Linked DNA regions of Sus scrofa: region 1 is linked to region 2. Evidence: chromatin contacts called from public HiChIP or PLAC-seq data. All regions are on one chromosome and are shown on one strand. The core of a region is the stretch at or near the end of the contact, and the rest is flanking DNA. Distances in the headings are between cores, read along the strand shown.

The links. HiChIP or PLAC-seq counts read pairs in DNA pulled down with a chosen protein or histone mark.
Region 1: an H3K27ac HiChIP or PLAC-seq map of skeletal muscle shows a contact between it and region 2. The contact joins the promoter of LOC102160869 here to the promoter of CAMK2G in region 2. A contact is called at or near these places in 1 of 5 promoter capture datasets (liver), 3 of 47 Hi-C or Micro-C datasets (embryonic fibroblasts and skeletal muscle) and 2 of 2 datasets of contacts at active chromatin or transcription factors (alveolar macrophages and skeletal muscle).

Annotation. Positions count from the first base shown.
Region 1 is chr14:76,698,698-76,704,990 of Sscrofa11.1, forward strand. It overlaps LOC102160869 (atherin-like), which reads right to left and starts at 1,450. Exons shown (of 3, transcript XM_013983354.2): 1 at 1,087-1,450. The coding sequence starts at 1,426. It overlaps VCL (vinculin), which reads left to right and starts at 1,590. Exons shown (of 21, transcript NM_213934.1): 1 at 1,590-1,757. The coding sequence starts at 1,590.
Region 2 is chr14:76,587,325-76,594,021 of Sscrofa11.1, forward strand. CAMK2G (calcium/calmodulin dependent protein kinase II gamma) reads right to left here and starts at 5,220. Exons shown (of 21, transcript NM_214193.1): 1 at 5,071-5,220; 2 at 3,590-3,684. The coding sequence starts at 5,135.

The DNA of each region.
Region 1 (6,293 bases), core at 200-2,699, 110 kb after region 2:
AAGATAGAGAGAGAAAGCAATCCATTGTCTATGAGGACATTGAAAGCAATAAAGAAAAAGTGGAGGTATTAGAAGGAAAAGTGCAGGATTTGGTAACTCACACAGCAGAACCAAGGATGTATATTAACTGAGAAAACAAAACAAAACAACCAAAACAACAACAACAAAAATAACTGCTAAAGTTGCACAGGGCAAGACACAGTTTAGTCTCTTGTAAAACATAGGCCCTTGAGAAATACGTTCATTTGACTTGCACATCTTCTGCTTGGAGGTATTAGTGAAAGTGTTTTGTCTTAGAATGGAGAAGCTTAGGCAAAAGAAATTTTGAGGTGAGGAAGACATTTAAAAGATGTCTTCTACAAAGCACACTGAGAGGATTAGGCAATTTGGTCTTATCAAAATGTAAAATGTACATTTCTGCATTTTTACTCATTTTTAGTCCTAGATAAATATACATACACACAATACATAGGCAAGTACTGTGATGTTCAAGCAGAATTGTTGTTGTTGTTGTTTTGGCCCTGCTGTGGCATGTGGAACTTCCTAGGTCAGGGATCAACCTGGGCCAGAGCTGTTACCAGAGCCATAGCAGTAACAACGGTGGGTCTTTAACCTGTTGAGCCACAGGGGAATTCCCAGAATTGTCTTTTAATAGCAAAAAACAGAATCCAACTTAAATGTCCATTACTAGGAAATTATTCAATTCCATACAATGGAATACCATGCAGTCATTAAAAAGAATGAGGTAGACCTAGACCTACATTTACCAACAGTGAGATGATCAGGGTATTCCAAGGGGGAAAAATATCAAGTTCCAGGAAAATGTTTAATCTTACTTACTTAGAAAAAAATATACGTGCACAACAAAGTGAGCAGACAAAGGTCTCGAAGCTTGCGCACCAAACTGTTAACAGTGAGTATTCTGAGGACACAGAGGGTGGAGTGTGTGTGAATGAATGGGATGCTCCTGTTTCTCTATGCACTTCTGTTTTTTGACTATATTACAGAGAGGAAATGGAAAGAGTATTTTCAGGGCATCGTTTCAAGGGAAAAGTTGGGCAGCAGGCAGGGAGAACTATAGCTCACCAGTCTTGTCAGATTCCAGCGCCGCGGGAGGTAAGGAGAACCCGCCCAGCTGAGGTGATTCTGCAGAGGGGCGGCGCTCCGCAGAGACGAGGCGGGAGGCCGCCCCGGGGGGCGGGGCCCCGACTCCAGCCTCACGTTCCGTTCCCACCATGCCCTTATAAGGAGCGCCCGGCGTTAGGGCTCGGGAATCCGGTCGCAATCCCTTAGGCGCAGCCCCAATCCCAGGCCCCTCCCTTGGGAATGGGGGCGGGGCGGGGTCTTGGCGGCGCGGTTGTGGGGGCGGGGCATATCTAAGCAGGACCAATAGGAATGGTGGCTCCGATCTGAACGGCGCTGCCATTGGGCGCGGCGACGCGAGGGGGTGGGGCGCCCGCGAGGCTGGTTACGCCGAGGGAAGCCCGGACTCCGTAGTCGCTGCTCGGAGTCCCTCTCTTCGCGGGTTCCCCTCTCTGCCGTTCTCAGTTCTCTGTAGCCCGCGGTTCGCCGCCCCGCTAGCCGCCGCGATGCCGGTGTTTCATACGCGCACGATCGAGAGCATCCTGGAGCCGGTGGCGCAGCAGATCTCGCACCTGGTGATCATGCACGAGGAAGGCGAGGTGGACGGCAAAGCCATCCCTGACCTCACCGCGCCTGTGGCCGCCGTGCAGGCGGCGGTCAGCAACCTCGTCCGGGTGAGCGCGCCAGGCCTGGGATGGGGAACGGGGGCGGGAGACGTCCCAGGGGTCCCGGCCCGCCTCGCGGCTCCCCTGTGCTGCCTGCGGCTTTGCGCGTGGGCTCTGGAGCCAGACCGCCTCCGGTTTGAATCCTGACTCCCCCGCGCTGTGACCTTGAGCAAGACCCCGAGTCTCTCTGAGCTTCAGTTTTGTCATCTATGAAATGGGGGCAGTCGTAATAATGCCTGCCTTGCGGGTTTGTTGTGAAGATTCCGCGAGGTTTTTGTAAAGTGCCTAGCGCGGTGTTATGATCTATAGTAAGCGCTCAATAAATGATAGGTGTTAGGAGTCTGATAGCCCCTTTCTCTCAGTAGTCTGTCGCCCCACCGGTTGACACTCTTGCTCACAGCTCCTTTTTAGGCCTCCCGAGCCTCTGGGCTGGCGGGCTTCTCCACCGATTCTCTGCCTTTCCTTCCAGAGATTATTAGAGCCACGTTGTTCTCCTTCCTGATACTTGCCCCTCGCCTTAAAACCTGCCTCACCCACCACCCCTCCCCAGAGCTCCCCGCGTCCGGCGCTTTTGTCCACTTGTCTTACTGGCCACTCGTCTCCGTCTCCTCCCTCCCTGGGCATTCTACTTCTGCTCACACCTCTGGCCCTCACAAACGCCGGGTTATGTCTTTATGCAGAAATTCATAACCCTTTCCCCCTTTCGCTTAACCCTGCTGCCTTTCATTCCCCGTCCCCTCCCGCTCCCGTGGAGATTTCCACCTGGTTTTACCTGCTGTCAAACGGCGTCCTCCCACGGGAGCCTTTCCAGATCGGGGGCCCTTCTTGTCGGCCCCTCCTCCTGACAGGAAGCAAGATGGAGCTGCTGGGAGAGGCCTTTGGAATCTGGGATCTGCGGCCCCTGCCGGAGAAAAGGCCGGGGCGTCTCCTCCCAGATCCACAACTTTCCTAGGTGGCTAAGTGGCCCTGCAAGACCCCTGTAGCCCGCAGCTGTGACTAATAACTGAGGTGATTCCTGGAGGAGGCGGAGCCCACTTCTGAAATGGAAGAAGAGGTGCTGTGTGACCAGTCTCCTAACACTCCGATGGCTAATATCACACTTTTCTTTCCCACCCTGGGTGGGTGACTCAGACAGCTGCTGCCTGTGAGGAACAACTTTGGAAAAAGTTCATACTGCTCCCCCACTGAGCTTTGTGGAGTGCCTGTCAGGGTAGTTAGGAGGCTGGGAGGCAACCGTGGGTCTGGGTGGGGCTTGAGTTACTTACCTGATGAGAGCACTTTAATGCTTTGGAGGCATTTAAACGTGAAAGTCTTCCCCAGTCTTCTAGGGCTCTCCTCCACTGTTCAGGACTAGGAAGATGCTACTGACCAAATTCCCGTGCTGCCTTCTGTGTAGATTTAGCAAGACTCTGATATTCAGGAAGAATATTGTATTCATTCAAAATGTCTAGTTCTACAGTGTTCTTGTTCTTTTTATAACTAGTTTTAATCGAAGACTCCAGAGTACATTCCTATGTAGTGTTGTCTAACATGGCTGCATTCCAGGCCTCCATTTTTCAACAAATAGGAAACAATGTAAAGAGACAAGGTAATAGTGTCCCTCCAAGGAGTCTTTCAGGAAATGAAATCTTAAAACCACATGTTTCACTTGGAACAGAGCTAGTGTTGTCTAGGGGTTGCTATCTGGTTAGGCCATTTAGAGAAAAGTTATTTATGAGCTTTAACGCATGAGTTAATAAGAGTTGCATGTTTGCTATATAGGGGGCATTTTAATAAATCAGTGGTTCTCAGGTTGAGATGTGCATCAGAATCACCAGTGAGGCTTTTTTGAAATAAAGATATCCAGTTCCCTCCCCAGACTTACTGAGGAGCTCTTTTGGGGGTCGAGTCAAGGCCTTTGTGTTTTCAGGAAGCTCCGTAGGTGGCTGTGTTATATACCCTTAGGAAATACTGTGATAGATACTGTAAGACAAATACAAAAGAAGTGAGGCCAGTCATAAACTGAAAACAAAATTACATATAATTACATACTTCCCAATACATTATGAAGGGACTTGAGAGTATCTTGGGAGTTAGCAGAGAGAAAGTGAGGAGGATGGTGCTGATAGTCAAGTGTGAACAAAAGTACTTGTAAGTCACTTTCAAGTTACCACAAGTAGATTGTCTTGATCAGCTCAGGAGGCAAGTTGGAGAGAAATTGGAGATGAAGTCGGTGCATGCCATATGGGCAGTTTAACAGAAGTCCAATAAGATGAACAAAGAGAATGGGAAGGAGAGGATGAGGACAGTGGTATGAGGGAGAGGCATGGATTGTGTTGTGGGGAGGCCAGAGGACCTACCCATTACTTGGAATTCTGGGTATCCGTTGTGCCCTTATGTATTTGCTGCTGAATATTGTGATAAATTGTGTATAGTGTGTCAAGTTCCCATCTGGGTTGTTTGGAGAACAGGCCTCATATGATATATATTTGCTCCCCCGTTCTTACCCTCAACATTGGCACACAGGATGGCTTGATAAGTACTGTTGAAGGAAAGAAGGAACTATGGGAAGGGAGATAAATTAGGAGACTTTTAAAATTGGCTGGTCATGAAGAAAATGAGGGACTGGACTTGGCTGTGGCAGGGAAGAGGGAGTTATATTAGAACTATATTAGAAATGCAGTAGAAAAAGAATTAGTAGAGCTTGATGATTGCACTCAGGGAAAAACATGTAGCGTTACTAGAAAATAATGAAGCTGATTTTTGAACAAATATTCTGGAATTTATACAATTCAGGTTTCTTTCAGTTATCATGAGGGGTTATGTCCATATTCCAGTGCTTCTCTTCGGGAATTTCTTACATACATATGTCAAATTAATTTGTTTTACTTCAGTCAAGAAAATTGTGTCTGAAATGGGCATTCATTAGCCCTACTACTTGATGTAACCTTTTTTGGAATCTTTTAGATATTTCCAAAATTAAAATTTACCAGGCGAACTTGAAATTCTGAATTGTTAAGCAGTAGTCATATACTTATCAAATAGGTATTTACTGAGATCCTCTCTTAAGGTCAAAGCAGTAAGTATGGTACTGGGCAGAATAAGTTTAATACTGGATTGGAAGTCTTAAGTGGCTGAAAGAAGTGAAGTATCATGGAAGTTCAGAGGAAGGTGAGAGCATGGGCTTCATGGAGGAGGAGGTAACTTTTGAGCTGGCCTTAAAGACAGGTAGGGTTTGAAAATTTAAAGATGTGATAAGAAAAGCGGAGTGGAAAGAACTACCTCAACAAAGGCATAGAATTATTGAGAATCTGAGGGCAAGTTTTGATTGAGGGCATTATTAAGCAAGACTCATTTGGATTTGTAATTTTTTAGGTATATTTGTTAAACAAAAGTAGTCTGGTCACTGCAAACACACACACACACACACTCTCATCACAATTGAGTCATCACTTTTATTCTCACTTAGGGAGAGACTAGGATGGGAATATTTATTTACATGTTCTTTTTTCAACCTGGCATCCTGAACAAGACCATTTAAAAGAAAAAGCTTTGTTGATGCATAATTCACATACGATTCATTCATTTAAAGTGTACAGTTCAGTGTTTTTTAGTGTCTTTACAGAGTTGTGCAACATCACTATAATCTAGTTTTAGAACATTTTGTTCCTTCAAAAAGAAACTTCTTACCTGTTACAGTCACTCATTCTCTCCCATCCCTACCACTCCAGCCCTAGGCAGCCACCAGTCAGCTCTCTGTCTTTCTGGACTGACCTATTCTGGACATTTCAAATAAATGGAATCATAAAATATGTTGCCTTTTGTGCCTGACTTTTCCCTTAACATCATGCTTTCAAAGCTCATCCATAGTATATAGTATGTATCAGAAATTCATTCTTTTTTTTTATTGCTGGGTAATAGTCCATTGCACAAAATAAGGCCATTTTAAACATAAAGAGTGATTGTAATGCAATAATAAAACAATGTGGGGGCCTAGGAGAGAGTAGGGTGGGAAAGGAAAAAAATAGAGGAGGGGACAGGTTCCAAGCGTGGGATTCAGTAAGCAGTGTGAAAAAACAGAAGTCGTTAAACTGTCTGTCTTGTAGCATGGTAGATAAATTTTTCTTTTTCCCCATTGAAGTGGCCCATAGAAATCTGCCAGTCTTTGTGACCATATAGTCATGCCAGTTTTATTCATGGGGTTCATACACTTTGCCTTCCCCATTGCATCTGAGGGCATGTGTTGTAACTATTCTTGGGGCTCATGAAATATTTATTTTGGGAGTTTTTGTAGCCTTGATTTCATGAACCTCACCCATATATCATACCCTGTTGGGACCAGCTCTGGGACAAATAGCAGCATTGTCTTTAAACTGCTGGATGGGCAAGACTGTTCAGCTCTTCAAAATAAATCAGCAATTAATTTTGTCATTTATAAATTATCTTATTAACATCTGAAATTATTCCTTCATTAATTTCTTTTGGTTGATGTTAGACTTAAAATAACAACAGTAAGTAACAAAATAAATAACAATGTTTAGATGACAGGCTGGTGAATGATTTTTT
Region 2 (6,697 bases), core at 3,970-6,469:
TCTCCCACCTGTCCTATTCCCCAAGCACAGGTCTTTAACCTCATCTGTCCTTCCTATAGCTGTGTCAGGCCTACAGCAGTTTCGTGGATCAGAAAGGGGGAACCCAATCCAGCACCAGGGAACAAGGGTTCCAGCAACCTGGCTATGAGTTTCCTGAGAGCCAAAGCCAAGAGGTAAACAGTCTGGTTACAGAGTCTTCTTAACCCATTCATTCAACATGTACAGGAGGTTCAGTATGTATCAGGCATTTTGCTGTATGGGTATGTAACAGTCCCTGTCCACACAGAAATAAAACAGATATGGTTCCTACCCTGACCCCCTAGGTCCTCAGCAAGAGGAAAACTTCTGCTTACATTTACCTTCAGTAGAAATTTCTTCACATGGGTTATACAGATTAAGTAAATAAAGCAAGTGCTGTAACAGATTTCATAATATTGTTTCTGGTAGCACCTCTTAGTAAGGCTAAGTACCCCATCATAGTGAAAACAACTGGAATTAGATACATGGTCCAAATAGAGAAGTTTCTTATGATGTGAACAGCTCAAGGATAAATCTTAAACTAGGAACAAGAAAGAAAGGACCATTTGCCCTTCAACTGTAGCAATACGGGAAATGCTTTGGATATAAGAAAGAGAGTGGGATATAAAATGTTATGCTCCACGAGGTGAAAATCTATATGCATATGAATAAAGATAAGAAGGGAATATGAAGATTTAAAAATAAAAAAAGACATAAGGGCTCAGGCTCCTGGGGGAGGGGGTGCTCTTAAATCTTAAAATAACGACTTATCATTGCCATCACCTGGCCCACTATCTCCTGCATCCAAGCCTATTTTAAATGCCTCCTTCAGCCTAGCTGGGAGCTAAGCTTGGAAACATGGGCTCCCTTAAGAGCCCCAACTCCACACCTATTGCTGTTCCAAAACAAATGGAGTGATGCTAGGTGACATTAATGACTCTACTACATAGACAGGCCCGCAGACAAAGACAGTGCTCAATGCACAGCCACCTTTGTGGGCCCTTGAGGCCACAATGACAAGAGCAGAGCAAAAGAAAGATGCCCATCTAGAGCTGACCCCCCAGAAGACCAGGTGATCGCTCCCCACGACTCCTGGGCCACCTCACCACGGATGCCAAGGAGAAACAGCACGATAGTCCTTCTCCTTTGCTTTGTAGCAGAGAATCATAAACAAGAAAGAAAATAGACAGGCAGGGAGACTCAGCAAACACAGCAAGCTCCTTCAGATCCTTGTGGAGGACCCTGGTGGGCCCAGCACACTCCCAGACACAGAAATCCAACACCTACGGATCCCTAGACAGACAGACAGCGATGAGTGAAACCCAGTCCTAGCTGCTGCACCTTTATAAAATATACAGCGTAAACTGAGAGGCTGCAAGGAAGCCACGGCCTTCACTTCCTAACCCCATGGGCATCAGCCTAGTGGGCACCCTGGCCCAACCCTCCCCAGGAGCTCACATCCCCCACACCCACATGTACAGCACAGCCCCCAGACTGCTCCCTCCATCTCCAAGACAACACCTTCCCACTCTCCCAACCTCCCAACAGTACTGGCACTTCCACACTCCTGACCTCTCTTGTTGGCATCTGTGCCTATCAGCCAGGACCAGGCCTCTGTCCCAAAGTTAACTTGGCACAGAGGCCACAGAACAGAACTCCAGTTTTGGCATAACCATCTCAAGAGAGGGGGAGCTGCTTGCTGCCTGAGGCATAGGATCTTATACAAGAATCTTCTTCTTGAGAAAAAAAAATCAAAGAGAAATGAAACCTCATCCAGTTTGAGCAGGAAAAGAAAGACAACAGCTGGGAAAGATGGGACAAGGTTGAAAGAAGGTGAGGTCTGGAAAGGGACAGGATCACACAGGTTAGGGAAGTTCAGATGGGTGGAGAAAGAGTAGAAAATGACAGCCCAAGGCAGGCAGCTCCACAAAGTCACCACACCAGCTATCCTCATCTCAGAGTTCAGCTCCCAGCTGTCCTCCCTCCCTTGCCCCTGGGTCAGAGGACACTGGTGAGATGAGGAAAGCAAAGCATTGCATCATTAACTGAAGACATCAGACACCAACCAACCCCATTTCTGATGCACCAGGGCTATGCTGTGTGGGCACAGGGAAGTATCCATTCTCAAACTGTCGTCCCTGCCTGCACCCTGCATCCTTGGCCAAAGGATGTCTGCCAAAGAGCCCAGCCCACCACACTGTTCCCCCACCCCATGGGAGGAGGGCATCTGACTGCCCACATATCTCTATGGCAACCATCGCCTCCAACTCAAGGTACCCAGAGAGAAAGAAAACAAATAAGTCAACTTAATAGCCAATGTAAAGGAACAGTGAGAGATGGGGGCTGGGAGGGAGGCAGCAAGACAACCCCTGCTTGTGGGGATGGAGAGGCCCGCCTAGCCAGGAGGCAGACAGAGCCTGCTAAACAGGTCCCGGAATCATTGACAATATGACAGAAGCCCACTGTCATTTATAGCTTCTCCAATGCTTAGGGACATCTATTGTATCTCTTAACCCAGAGACGCCCAGATCATTACTAGCCATGGCCCATATCTTCCTCATGGCATCCGTCCTGGCTCCTAATATACTTACGGCATCCTATTGCCTGCTCTTAATTCTTTTCTCTGAGTCTCATAACCTTTGTCCCCGTGCTGCACCCTGCAGCCCTTGATGACCTGACCCATCCACATACCTCCATGCTCACCACACCTGTTCACAGAGCACTCCACACACTGATAGGTCTATACCTATCAGATGAGGTGACTTTGGCAAGCACCCAAAAACAAGGTGCAGGGAGTGTAGGTTCAAGGTGTGAAAGACAGGGCCTGACCCTCCCAGCCTAGGTACTTGGGAGGATCTCACAAGCCAGGCTCTCAGGCCTGACTTCACAATCCTCAAATCCCGAGGCCATGCTGCTCCCACCCAGACCAGCCCACTGAGATTTCCAGATCATGAGGCATCACCCTCCACCCAGGACAGACTGCATCTGCTGCTGCACCACCAACTTTGTAATTTGATCAAAAAAGCAATCAAGTTCATCTGGCAGGATTTGTTCCCGAGAAGCCCTCGCCAGAAGCAGCCTCCCCTGATGTTTACAGATTCCCTTCCCTTGGGAGTCTGTTCTGCCGCCTGGTGGGCAAGGGGAGGCTGGCTTTGTCAGAGCTGTTCACTTACTGCATTTCCATCTTAAGTCACCAGTGGGGCACAGGGACTAGGACAGGTCTGGAGTGACTACCACTGACCCAAATACAGAGACTCCAAATGCCCCAAATGTAAAGCTCTCCATGCAAAGCCACCTACCACTCCCCTTATCCTCTCCCTCCATAAAAACCAAACTCATTTGAGCCTTCAGGCACCATTTTCCCCTAAAGAAAGCTACATCTCTTACATCTTCATTCTCTTCTACTTGGTCTCCATACAACTTCTTGTCTGGTTTCAAAGTCTACCCACCCCGAAATACCAACTCTTCTCCAAGTGCTAAAACACACAATCCCCAACTCCTGGAGCATCTTTAGAAGAATCCATAACCCTTGGAGGCACCCCAGGGAGAGGCCAAGATGGGGAATACTCACCCCGGGCAGATAACTTCTTGGTATTGATGATTTTTGCTGCATATTCCTGCGTGGAGGTTTTCTTCACACACCTGCGGACCACAGAGAAAGCACCCCTGGAGGGAGAAGAGGGAAAGAACTGGGACACGGAGCAGAGCAGAGAGACACAAACACACTTCAGATCTGAGGACAGCTTTGCTCCCATCACCAGACTTTAGTCAAAATAACACACACACACATCAGCATAGTGACTATCACCATGGGTGGTGACTATCACCAACCAACATGGGGCAGAAGGATGTGGCCTCTGTGGGACACTCCACAAATGTGGGTGGAGGACCACCCTACTCTCATGCCCACATCTAGCCGCTGGGCAAAGCAACAGCCCTAACCTCAGGCTGTGCGTCAAGAGCTGGTGGGAGATGCATAAAACACACACCTGCTGCTTCTCAGACAGCCCTGCAGTCCCAGCCAACAGAACCCGGAGAAGGGAAGAGACCCTGCCCTTTTCTCAGCAGAACAGTCGAGGGTAGGAGAAGAGATTAATTAAAAGAGGGTATAATCCCCTGAGAGAGAAATCTTCCTCAACCATGGGGGAAGGTGAGGAAAGTGAGGCTCAAATCCCCCTCAACCGGCTTCACCCCACTGCGTTTACCGGCTCAACAGACAGCAGGGAAAGAGGGAGTCCAGCTGTGGGTTTCAGACATCAACAGCTCCCCTTCCCCATGACATTTCCCTCTATGTCCCCCCTCCCCCGAATAGGAGCTCGCACTCTCCAGCTCTGGAAACGTCTAGGGGGGCGGGCAGGGCGGGGGCTGCAGTGGCCGGGCTCGGAGCCGCGGGGTGGGGTGGGGGGGGACCGGGGCTGCTGCAGCGGCCAGCTCAGTGCGGAGGGGAGGGGGATGCTGCGGCTGCGGCGCGCGGCTCCCGGGACCACTGCAGGGATTGGGGGAGGGGACTGGGGTGCTGCAGCACTGCCCAGCAGCGGGGCTGGGATCCTGGAAGCGGCAACAGCCGGGGGCGGGGCTGGGCACCAAACATCCCCCCACACTCCGGCACCGCAGCAGGGTTAGAGCTGCAGGGCCGGGGAGGGTCCTGAGCGCCAGGCGAGTGGAACATGGGACAGGATGCTGAGTGAGCTCGTGAACAGGGTGGGGAGGGGGCAGTGAGCAGGCGGGGTCGGGATGTGGGGTGCCTGAAGGGTGAGGGAGGGGCGGGGCTGGAGGGCGCCCAGGAGCGGTCCAGGGGCTGCAGTCTCCGCGGCAGCGCGGGGTGCAGCAGCCCGGGCAGCTGCTGCTGCAGGGCGCGGAGGGGACTGCGGGGCAAGGAGCTGGGGGCGAAGGGGCCCCCAGAGGCGGCTGGCGGGAAAGGCTGGGGGTGGGGCAGGCCGAGGGGGCGCTGCAGCGGCCGGTGCAGGGCGGGGGGGCGGGGCGAGGAGCCGCATAGCGCCCGGGCGGCTAGAGCAGGGTGGGGGGCCCCGGCCGGCGGCGGGCGGACCGTACTTGCCGAGCTCCTCGAAGAGCTGGTAGTCGTCGGTGAAGCGGGTGCAGGTGGCGGTGGTGGCCATGCTGGCGGGCGGGCGGACGCGGCGGTGCAGCCCGCGCCGACGTCGGTGCACAGTCACCGCCGCCCGGCCGAGGGAGCAAGAGGAGGAGACGGGGCTGAGCCCGGCAGCACCGCGAGACTTTACCGGGGAGAGCGAGGGAGGGAGGAACACCCCCGCGCCGCCCGCCCGCCCCGCCCCCAGCCCCGCCGGCCCCCCGCCCGGCCCCCGGACCGCCCCCGGGGAGGGGCCTCCCGCCGCGGGCCCCGCCCCGCCCAGGGAGCAGCCGGAGCTGGGCTGTGATCGCTGGGGAGTAAAGGGGATCGCGGGGCGGGGGTCTCAGTCCTGGGCTACCTACCCAGGCGGGGCTGAAAGGTTCGCGACCTGTGGGCTAGTCCCAGGGCAGACCCTACAAGTGCTCAGAATGTGCGTGCGAGTGTGTGTGTGTTGGGAGTATGCAGAGGTCTGGCCCATTGAGTTCTCTGGCGGGTCGCTACGCACGGGTCCTAAGCCCCGAGTCCGGCTCACACCATGTGGGGAGAGAGCCAAGGTCAAAAAGCAGGTTTTAGACAGCACACTCACGAAGCGCCCCCAGTCTGTGCAGAGCCAGCTCTCAGCTGCCTTCCCTCGGGAAGCTGACAGTCTAGACTTGTGTAAGCATCAAGGCCATTATTAGATAAAACCTTTCAGGCACGGTTTGTTCAGGGAGACCAGGCCAGAGCCAAGGATGCAAGTGGAACTCTGCCTTCCTGCACTCCAGTCTTAGAGAAGAGAGAATGTTCTCTCCTGCCAGCAATGAAAGGGATGAAGTGGGAACCATGTAGAAAAGGTTTTGTGTGCTGTGGGCTAGAAGAGCAGGTGGAAGGAAGGAGAAAATAGCCCCATTTTTTTGCAAGCACCCTTTATTTTTATTTTATGGCACTCATCACATTGTGTAATGATATGTTTACTGCTGTGAGAGGCAGTAGAGCTAGAGCATGGCTGTCTGAGGGAACTCTGGGGTAAGACTGCCTGGCTTGGATTCCTGGGCAACTCACTGATCAGCTATGTGACATTAGAAAAGTCACTTTCTAATTTGCTTCAGTTACCTTATCTGAAAACTGATAATAAAGAATAATAGTAACTAACTACCTCACAGAGTTTGGAGTATTAAAAGGACTAAATCACATAAAGTACTTAGAATAGTACCTGATACCTAATTAGAACAGTGGTAGCTATTTGTTTAATATTTGCTGTCTCACTGAATTGTAATAGGGCAGGGCCTCTGCCTCCTTCACCACTGTATACTTAGATCCAGACCCTCAGTAAATATTTGTGAATGAGGCTACTTTTTGGGGCTCTGGCAGGAGTTACCATCCCTTTCTCTTTCCCCATTGTCAGAGGATGGTAGGACTGAGGCACATAACTGTCTTAGTGGAGGAGAAACAGGCTGGGCAGGTTCCTGACCTGCCCGGGCAGCTGTACCCCAAGTCAGAGGCCAGCTCCTGCTGGGCAGGGCAGAGCTCAGCTCAATGCTGCAGCTCAGTCTGAATTACAGGGGACTCCCCCTGGGAGTCAGGCATCCCAGTTGACAGGCTGGATCACCC